Regions from separate parts of the Rattus norvegicus genome. Here region 1 is linked to region 2. The links are chromatin contacts, called in public Hi-C maps. All regions are on one chromosome and are shown on one strand. The core of a region is the stretch at or near the end of the contact, and the rest is flanking DNA. Distances in the headings are between cores, read along the strand shown.

Evidence for each region. A called contact is a pair of places that touch in the nucleus more often than the background predicts.
Region 1: a Hi-C map of the A7r5 cell line shows a contact between it and region 2, with 4 times the contacts expected there. The contact joins two enhancer-like sites. A contact is called at or near these places in 4 of 12 Hi-C or Micro-C datasets (the A7r5 cell line, frontal cortex, kidney and 1 more).

The regions. Positions count from the first base shown.
Region 1 is chr13:79,956,435-79,960,878 of GRCr8, reverse strand. No RefSeq gene overlaps it. Among named protein-coding and RNA genes, the nearest start is that of Tbx19, 48 kb to the left of the region's middle. Within about 2 kb of position 1,673, at least 11 of the 93 cell types and tissues checked have an H3K27ac peak or open chromatin away from gene starts, as enhancers often do. A contact at or near this core is called in the A7r5 cell line, where this site is marked.
Region 2 is chr13:79,333,004-79,337,314 of GRCr8, reverse strand. Atp1b1 (ATPase Na+/K+ transporting subunit beta 1) reads left to right here. Exons shown (of 6, transcript NM_013113.2): 2 at 1,401-1,529. Among named protein-coding and RNA genes, the nearest start is that of Atp1b1, 5.1 kb to the left of the region's middle. Within about 2 kb of position 2,929, at least 16 of the 93 cell types and tissues checked have an H3K27ac peak or open chromatin away from gene starts, as enhancers often do. A contact at or near this core is called in the A7r5 cell line, where this site is marked.

The sequences.
Region 1 (4,444 bases), core at 424-2,923, 620 kb before region 2:
AAGATCTACAAAGTCCCACGGCTCCAGCTGCATGTGTAGCAGAGGATGGCCTTGCTGGGCACCAATGGGAGGGGACGCCCTTGGTCCTGCCAAGGCTTGACTCCCTAGTGTAGTGTAGTCAGAGTGGGGAGGCGGGAAAGGGTGGGTGGATGGGTGAGGGAACACCCTCATAGAAGAAGGGGGAGGAGGGATGGGATCGGGGTTTATGGACAGGAAACCAGAAAAGGGAATAACATTTGAAATGTAAATAAAAAGTATCCAATTTTAAAAAAATATCTACAAAGTCTGAAGCTGGTCACATTGACCCTTAGCTTTGGGAGGTTGTGGCAGGAAGAACTTGAGTTCAAAGCCAGCCTGGGCCTCATAGTAAAATTTTGTTTAATGGACTTATGTAAGTTTTCAGCAAAATTTGGGGCTCTGTGAAGCTAACACTTAAGCTACAAAGAATATCTTACCACATACATGTACATACATATACATATATGTTTACACACATGTATGTATGTATGTACATATGTATGTATGCCCCTTCTCTTTATTTCTTCAGGGTAAGTTCCACTGGGTGAGCTGACAAGAGTAAAGCTTGTGAGTTTATAACCTGAGTCTGGCAGCTCATGGCTACGACCTCAGCATCCAGGAGACTAGGACAGGAGCGAGTGTGAGGCCAGCCTGGGTTACAGAGGGGTCGGTGGGGGATGTGGGGAGGTCTCACTTTCCTTTTGGGAAGTGATTTGGTATCTTGTAGGCTACGCATGCCATAGTAGATGGCTCTACATCCATGACTATGTGCTCAGAACATAGACTTAGGGGTTATTATTGTTAAATTTAGTGTGTGTGTGTGTGTGTGTGTGTGTGTGTGTGTGTGTGTATGTCTGTGTATGTCTGTGTGTGTGTGTCTGTGTGTGCCTCTGTGTGTATGTGTGTGTATCTATGTGTGTGTCTGTGTGTGTATGTATGTGTGTATATGTGTGTGTGTCTGTGTGTGCATGTGTGTGTCTGTGTGTGTATGTGTGTGTGTATGTGTGTGTATCTATGTGTGTGTCTGTGTGTGCCTGTGTGTGTATATGTGTGTGTGTCTGTGTGTGTGTGTATATGTGTGTGTGTATCTATGTGTGTGTCTGTGTGTGTCTGTGTGTGTATATGTGTGTGTGTGTGTGTGTGTGTGTGTGTGCTTGCCTGCATGCATGTTTATGTACCACACGAGTGCTTGATGCCTGTGGAGGTCAGAAGTGAGTATTGGATCCCTGGAACTGTAGTTACAGCAGACGGTGAGCCATCTCGCAGGTGCTGGGAACTGAACTTGATGCTTCTGCAAGAGCAGCCCGTGTTCTTAACTGCTGAGCAGTCTCTCCGGTCTTGCTGCTGCCACTGCTGCCGCTAACGAGGATAACACAACAATATGAAGACAGACAGAAGGGTTCGGGGTTCCTGGAAGAATTGGAGGGAGGTAGTGTGAGGTGGGTATGACCAAAGTGCACTGTATGCTTAAATGGAATTTATAATGAATAAATAAAATATTATTAAAAATCAGACTACAAAGGAGTTATAAAATTTGTTATTGGCTTGGCAGTTGCTTTGCAGGAACTTTTCAGAATACAGTCCCAATTGAACCTATGACAAGAGCTAAATGCATGCTCCCTCATGGCCCAGGAATGCCTACTGGCTGAGTCACTGGCCTTGCCAAGTTTCTCGAAGACAGATCAGGGGAGGGGGCTGGTGAGTTGGTGGCAGCTGTGGGGACAGTGATCTGAAGCTGCACTGTGACCCACACAGAACATAGAGTGTGTGCTCCTGCTGTAGTGCTTTGAAAGGAAAGGAAAGGACACTAGACTCTAGACCTAAGGAAACGTGCTAGAGAGATGGGCACCAGGGAGGAGAGGAAATTATAGGTGTAACGGACAGGGGCTTTGGGAACCTTGTTTGGATTCAATATTCGCCCTGCATAGAGAAGCTGACTCAAGATTAAAGAACTAACACTCCACCCCAACCCCCCACCCCGACTCTCTTCTGATTTCAGTCTCCTATTATTTATTTATTTAGTTATTTATTTATTCTCCAATCAATCCAAAAAGGATCTAATACACATCCCTTTTGCTCCAGAACCCGTGGCGTCTGCATAGTGGAGGCCCGGGCATCTGGCTTCTCTCAACCCTGGTGGTGTGCTCTGCTGGGAAACGTGTAGATACAGTTTTAGAGGGAAGGTACCACAAAGCAAGCAGGAGATAAGTGGGCCATTGGCAAAGATAACGTTCAAGCGCCCTCTTCTGGGAGAGATTAGGAGTATTTTTAAATTGCACGATCACTGCCCACAGGAATATAAGAAACCGACACCATTTTCGACCCTTTAAAACAAGGTAATAGATTTGTGAGCTCAAGGAAGCCATGAGTAGAGGATATTGGAACCATCTCAGCTTGGGATTTGGGAATGTGTGTCCCTGCCGTGTTCTTGGAGAAGAACGTGGAACATGTAGTAGCAGCTGGATGCCACTGGGGTCAGATGTAACCAGGTTTTCTTTTTAGCTTAAGGGACGGTCTAGCTGAGGCGGAGTACTCACTCCGTCCTTAAGCCTGGCTTTCCCACGCTCAGTTTCTTGTCTATGACATGGCCGGGAGTGTGGGGGCTGTGGCACGTTCTTATAATCATATAATCTGAGACAAAGCTCAGGGGGAATTCAGTAACCGATAGCTGGATGGAAATTTTAAAATCATCCAGAAGCGGGAAGAGTAGGTTTGAAACAAAGAAGATGAAGTGAAATGTCATGGTTCTGGGGGGGAAAAGCAACTGTCTAAATATAGATTAGAACTGTTCACAGGAAAAGCTGCGAGGACTCAGGGGGTTCCAGTGTCCAGATTCAGGGCAAAGACACTTGCCTGTGTGGGCCTGGCCGACCCCCAGGCGCCCTGCACTCCCATGGAGAATGAGGTGTATGCTCAGAGCAGGTCTCCAGGACCCGCAGCAGACAGAAAGCAGACGGTGATAATACACCGTGGCTCGCCTTACACAGCGTAGAGAGAGTAAGGGATGCAGGAGAACACGCAAATCTCAGCAGAGATTTAACGGGAGCAGTGAGCTCTCAGTGGCATCTTGGGCTGGAGTCTCTGAACTCACTCTTCTCTGTCTTCCCGCCAGCTCAGAGGAGCTCCATTCTCCCAGGCTCCTCTGCGCTTCCTACAAAATTACAGCCTGCCGCTTGACTGTCCCCTTTCCACTCTCTGCTGCGTTTCTTCACTGCTCCAGTTACCAAGTGCATAGCTGTGTTCCTTGTTTCCAGGCAGTGTTTGCGCCAGGGTGATTAGGTGTGCCATGTTGGGATGAGTCTGACTGCCTGGGCTAAGTCTGGGTCCCTTCCAACGTCAGACTGTAGGCATGCTCGTTTACTAACCGCTTCGAACTCTTTTGTTTTCGGGTTTTCAAGACAAGGTCTCACTTCGTAGCTCAGCTGGCCTGGGACTCATTATGCAGACCAGGCTGGCATCAAACTCGTGGAGATCCACTTGCCTCTGCCTCTTGAGTGCCAGGATTAAAGGCTAGCCTTTCTCTAAGCTCTAATAATTACCCAAACTAGAAACGGATAGCTGATAGCTACTGCTCTGAGTGGCTGTGGGTGTTAAATGAGTTAAGTACTGCAAAAGGTTTGTAAGGATGCTTACGTAAAATACTTAAAATCACTTTCTGGGATTTATTTTATCGTAAATTTATATTTATTTTATTATGTACATATATTTATAAAATAATAATTTATATAATTTAATTTAAATATAATTATATTTATTTTAAAGTATTTACATTTTGCATTTATTTATTTTAAATTACTCTTTTGAGATTATAATTACATTATATCTTCAGTGCCCATTCGAATGGTTTAGAATCACCTAGGAGACACAGTTCTGTCATGGTTGTGGAGAGGTTTAATTAAAGATGGAAACTCGCCCTGAATATTCATGGCACCTGACCCTGGCCCAAGACCCAATTTAAGGGAAGAAAGGAGAGAGTGAACTGAGTCCAAGTGTTTCATCTGCCTCGCACACATGTGGACACAGCTGGAGCCATCTCACTGCATTCTCTTATTGCATTCCCTCCCCGCCATGATGGGCCACGCCCTCACACTGTGGCCAAGATGAACCTTCCCTTTACTGAGTTGCTTTTGTCACCACAATGGGAAGTCACTAAGAATTAGTGGTCAGTGACAGCCATGTTGCCTCCCATGATCATAGGGAAGGGGGCATAAGATACTGTGTTTATTTATAATTATGGGATAGAATTCAACTATCTCTTTACAGGTTTCCCACTGTAGCCCAGGCTAGCCTTAAATTTGCATTGATCTTCCTATCTTAGCCTTCTATTCTCAGCTGTGAGAAGACAAATTCCTATTCTTTATAAAGCAATCAGCCTCTGGTGTTTAGTCGTAGTAGTTCGAGCAGACTATGACAGTTAGTGGCTGGA
Region 2 (4,311 bases), core at 1,680-4,179:
GATATGAGTAGAAAGGTGGTAGTTGTTAGGAGAGGCAAATGTGGCTAAGCTAAGAGCACCCAGGGTGGCATTGGAAGGGCAACACGACAAGACAGCAGCCGAGAAGCCAGGCTCTTGGGCTTTCTCGCCGACTGGGTTATACCAACTCTGTACCTCTTCGTTCGCTGGAAAAAATTTTCCAGATCCCTTGACGTCACAAGCTTGCCATTTGCCTACTGCTGCCTGGATACCAAATGCAGCATTTAACCCTTGTCATGCCGGGAGGAAGGGACAGAAGTGGGGGGGGCGGGGCTGTGGTTCTAGATGATGCAGCCTCCTCTCTTCTCATCTTTGCCTGTATCTTTATGTCGGGGAGACAAGGGATGAGGTTCAACGTTTTGTGTGGACTTTTATGTGTGTCTGGTTTGTTTCAATAGCTCTGTAACACTGCTGTCTTGAAGTGTGTATTCCTGAGGGGAAAGCTGGTGTTTTTCCATGTATGGCGAGGGCTGCGTTGCTCATTTCCACAACTCTCATGTCCACTTCATTCCTGGCCCCCTCCCAGCATGTACATATATGCCTTTTCAATAATCCCTTCACCCTGTGGCTTTCCCAGGGACCCTTTAGAAGGAACCTGTGCCCCCCTTTGCAGCCATGTTTCTGATAACCTTTCAGGTCTCTTGCTTCCACTTTTCCCATCTAGATGAGGCGTTTGACTGGCTCAGCACAGCCAGGCGATGCCTAGTACAGCCTGTTACTGTTCTGCTAATCGGAGAGATAATCCTTGTATATCAGTAACTGATAGCCTGATTCCAGCCTACTGGCTTCATGTTGGTTCAAGGTGGTTTTGGTTTGTTTGCTTGCTTTTTTATTTTTAAAGTTCATTTGTAGCTATTTCAGCCTGCTTATTGTTAAACCGCGAGAAAAAGAAAATGTAGCTTACACAAGCAGTCCTTACTCTTCTGGTCAGATGATGAGGTAAAGATGGCGGCCTTTGTACCATAGGGTTTCCTTTGTACGTTCGATTGGTTCCAGTTGCCGCCCTGTGTCCTTGAAGGAAAAGACAGTGCTTTGTAGACATCGACTTGTGAAGGAGAGCTCCACCTGTGTTTTTGAGTTGGTTGTTCTTAGTCATCTCAGGGTTTGGGGGACAGGCGAGTGACGCCCCTAAGGGGACACACGGCCAAGTATCAGATGCATTGCGTAAGCGTGTGAACGCAACTGCAGGTTTGCTGCTGATTTTCTGTTCTGAAAAGGAAGTGACTTCCTGTTAGCCTTTCAGCTACAGTAGAGCATTTCTCCACCTGTGCCTTCCAAAAAAGTGTGGCTCCCTCTTTTGATCAGTAGAGAAACAGGCTGAAGAGGAACCAGGAAGAGCCCGTGACTACATCACAGCCGTCTCTTGTCTGTTCTCCCCACAGTTAAGATCCTTCTGTTCTACGTGATATTCTATGGCTGCCTGGCCGGCATCTTCATCGGGACCATCCAAGTGATGCTGCTTACCATCAGTGAGCTGAAACCCACGTACCAGGACCGTGTGGCCCCGCCAGGTAAAACCCAGGGAGGGGCTTCTCCAGAGATGAAAGGGTTCCACATCCAGCGGAGAAGACACCTTCAGAAAACTGGGCAGTAGAGCTTCAAGCTAAGCATGGGGAGGAATCGGGAGCGGTGCTGCAGTTATGGCTTCTGCCCGCATTGCGGCTGAGCGCCAGATGTCTGACTGCAGATGTCTGACTTACACAGCTCTGGGGTGAAGGTGGTACACGCAGCCCCACTGTGTGACTGACATCAGGCCCTGTTGGGGGCTTCACTCTCCTTAGCCTTAACACTCAAGCGCTTGGTCAGCGGGTTCATTCTAGGGCCTTTTTGGCTCTAATACATTTTTTTTTCACTTGTGATAAATCCTTAAAAACGTCATGCTCACAGAGGAACCATGATTTCAGGGGGTCATTCTCTCTCCTGTTGATTTGACCTTGAACACAAACACCCTCTTCACATACCTCAAATACCCTTAGGGTTTTGTGAGCCCTCTTTCCCGTTTGGCTGTCTCGGTTCTCTCTAAAAAAGAGAGGTAAAAAAAGATCTTCATAGGAAAGGCAGTCCTCCATTTGGTTCTTCCGCCTGGAGGACAGAGCTGGGAGAGCAGGAATGAGTTGTGTATTGTATAACTTTCAGTTCTCACTTTATAAATGACCTTGAGGTTGCAGCTGGGGGTGGCAGTGTGGTGTCTTGTGCGGGCAAGGGTTCAGTTTGGAAACAGCCATCCGTAGGTGACAGTCTTGGGCATGTGCAAACCCGGAGCAGGGCCTGTCGAAGACGTGTCTTGCACTTTTCCTTGGGTACGAGGAGGAAGAAAGTGCAGAATGCACAGGTGGCAAACAGGATCTCACGGAACTAAGTCAACAGTCCTCTGGGCACAAGGGAAGACCCAGGGTGTTTTCAGATACACGTAGGTGGGAAGTGAAAAAAGAGAACGTGTGAGTATATGCAACGACCTGACCTGTTTCGTGATCCACAGACTCCTGCAGCTCTTCTGTGTACCGAAAGGTGGGTCTTAGGGAAGGTCGGAGCAAGGTTCTGATGTGCTGAGAACTTTAGGCTCTTGGGTGTTATGCATGGGCTCCTGTGGTTTAAGATCTGTCTTCCATGTCCTCTTCTGCCAGGGTCCTTCCTCAGCACAAGTAGCGACAGTCATTTTGTACAGAGCTCTTATTTCTTTGGTTTTGCCACTAACTTGTTCTTCAGTCATGATTTTTTTTATAATAACTTAAACTTGGAGCAAAGATGACCACACAGTCAACCTTTATTTTTTAAAAAAAGACTATATACACTTTGGAGAAGTAAGTCATTTATTTATTTTTAGTTTTTGATTTTTTGAGACAGGGTTTCCCTGTGTAGGGCTGGCTGTCCTGGAACTCACTCTGTAGACTGGGCTGGCCTTAAACAAATGCAGACCCATCATCAGGATTCTGCCTCCCAAGTGCTGGGATTAATGACGTGTGCCACCAAGCTTGCAGAACTAATGAAATAAAATTAAAAAAATTTTTTCCAGATACTTTTCTGAAACAAAACAAAACAAAAAAACCAAAATCTTTACCTTCTAAAATAAACAATCCAAGGGCGGGATGCTAAGTGAGGATTTGCAGTTGACCTTGCCCTGCTTGTCTGAGGTGCTCAGTCCCCTCCCCCACCCCATCTCCCTCTTTTCTTTCCCAGCCTTTTCTATGAGCACCTATATTTAGTGTGCTCGCCACAGTTGGTCTGACCTGACAAACCCTCACTTCTCCAAAGAATGTGAGTGGCTCATCTTGGAAGCATGCATTCCTGTCCTTTGGTCTGAGTCACAGGCGAAGTTTTCAGTGCTTCACCTTCCCAGTCATCTCGTGGTTTTTTTTCCAACTTAGTGATTCCTGTCTCTGTCTGTAGCTTTTACTTTAGCAGCAGAGTTTACAGGTCACCCTGTCCTAACCATGTGGGGTTTTCTCTTCCTCTCCTGACACTTTTTCAAACAGGATGGTAACTTTGAGTCAGGTCGGTAGAGCCCTGGCTGGTGAAAAGTACAGCTCCTGGACAGTCCTGAGCACTCTGCACCCCCTGAGGGACCCTAACTGGACCCTCCTCTTGGTATCTTTCAGAACAGATGTTGAAAACGCACATTTAGAAGGTATTAAGGGTTCATTAACTCTGCAGACTGAATAAATGCAGAGGAGTATTCTGATCTTTTGGCTTCCACTTAATGTCTCCAAGTCTACATTTTTGTCTTGAAGTAAGGAGGGAGATCCAAGTCAAGGTGTGCAAGGGAAGTGTGCGAGACTATAGCACTTAAAGATACTAGTCCTCTGACCTTGGGGCTGGAATACAAACATGGTCGGTCATGTTTGGCATGCCTTTTACACATCGAAATCCCTTGTAACCAGATATCTTCCAAACAGAGAGGGTAGAGAAGAGGGGGCAGATACAGCTGTGGCAATCCTGCCCGGCAATAATTGTGTAGGTTGTATAATGAATAATATAATAGGCCCAATGGGAAAGTCACAGACAGAGGGGGAAGATACAAAATGGAAGGGAAGTTGAAGGACAAAGCAGTCATGTGATTTCTGGACTCTGAGCAGTAGATTCTGTTCCTTCTCAGGTCTTACTGCTGCGGTTGTTAGATCTAAGCTGCTCACTCCACCCAGAGAGCAGAGTCCTGGATGAGATGTTGACGCATATTATTAAATAGCCATTTTCATAGCTCAAAAAAAAAATTCGCCATTTCTAACCTTCTGCCGCCTTAATGTAGTAAGTATTAAAGCCGTGTTTAAAGCTCAGAGCTATTCGGCAGAGCTTCCT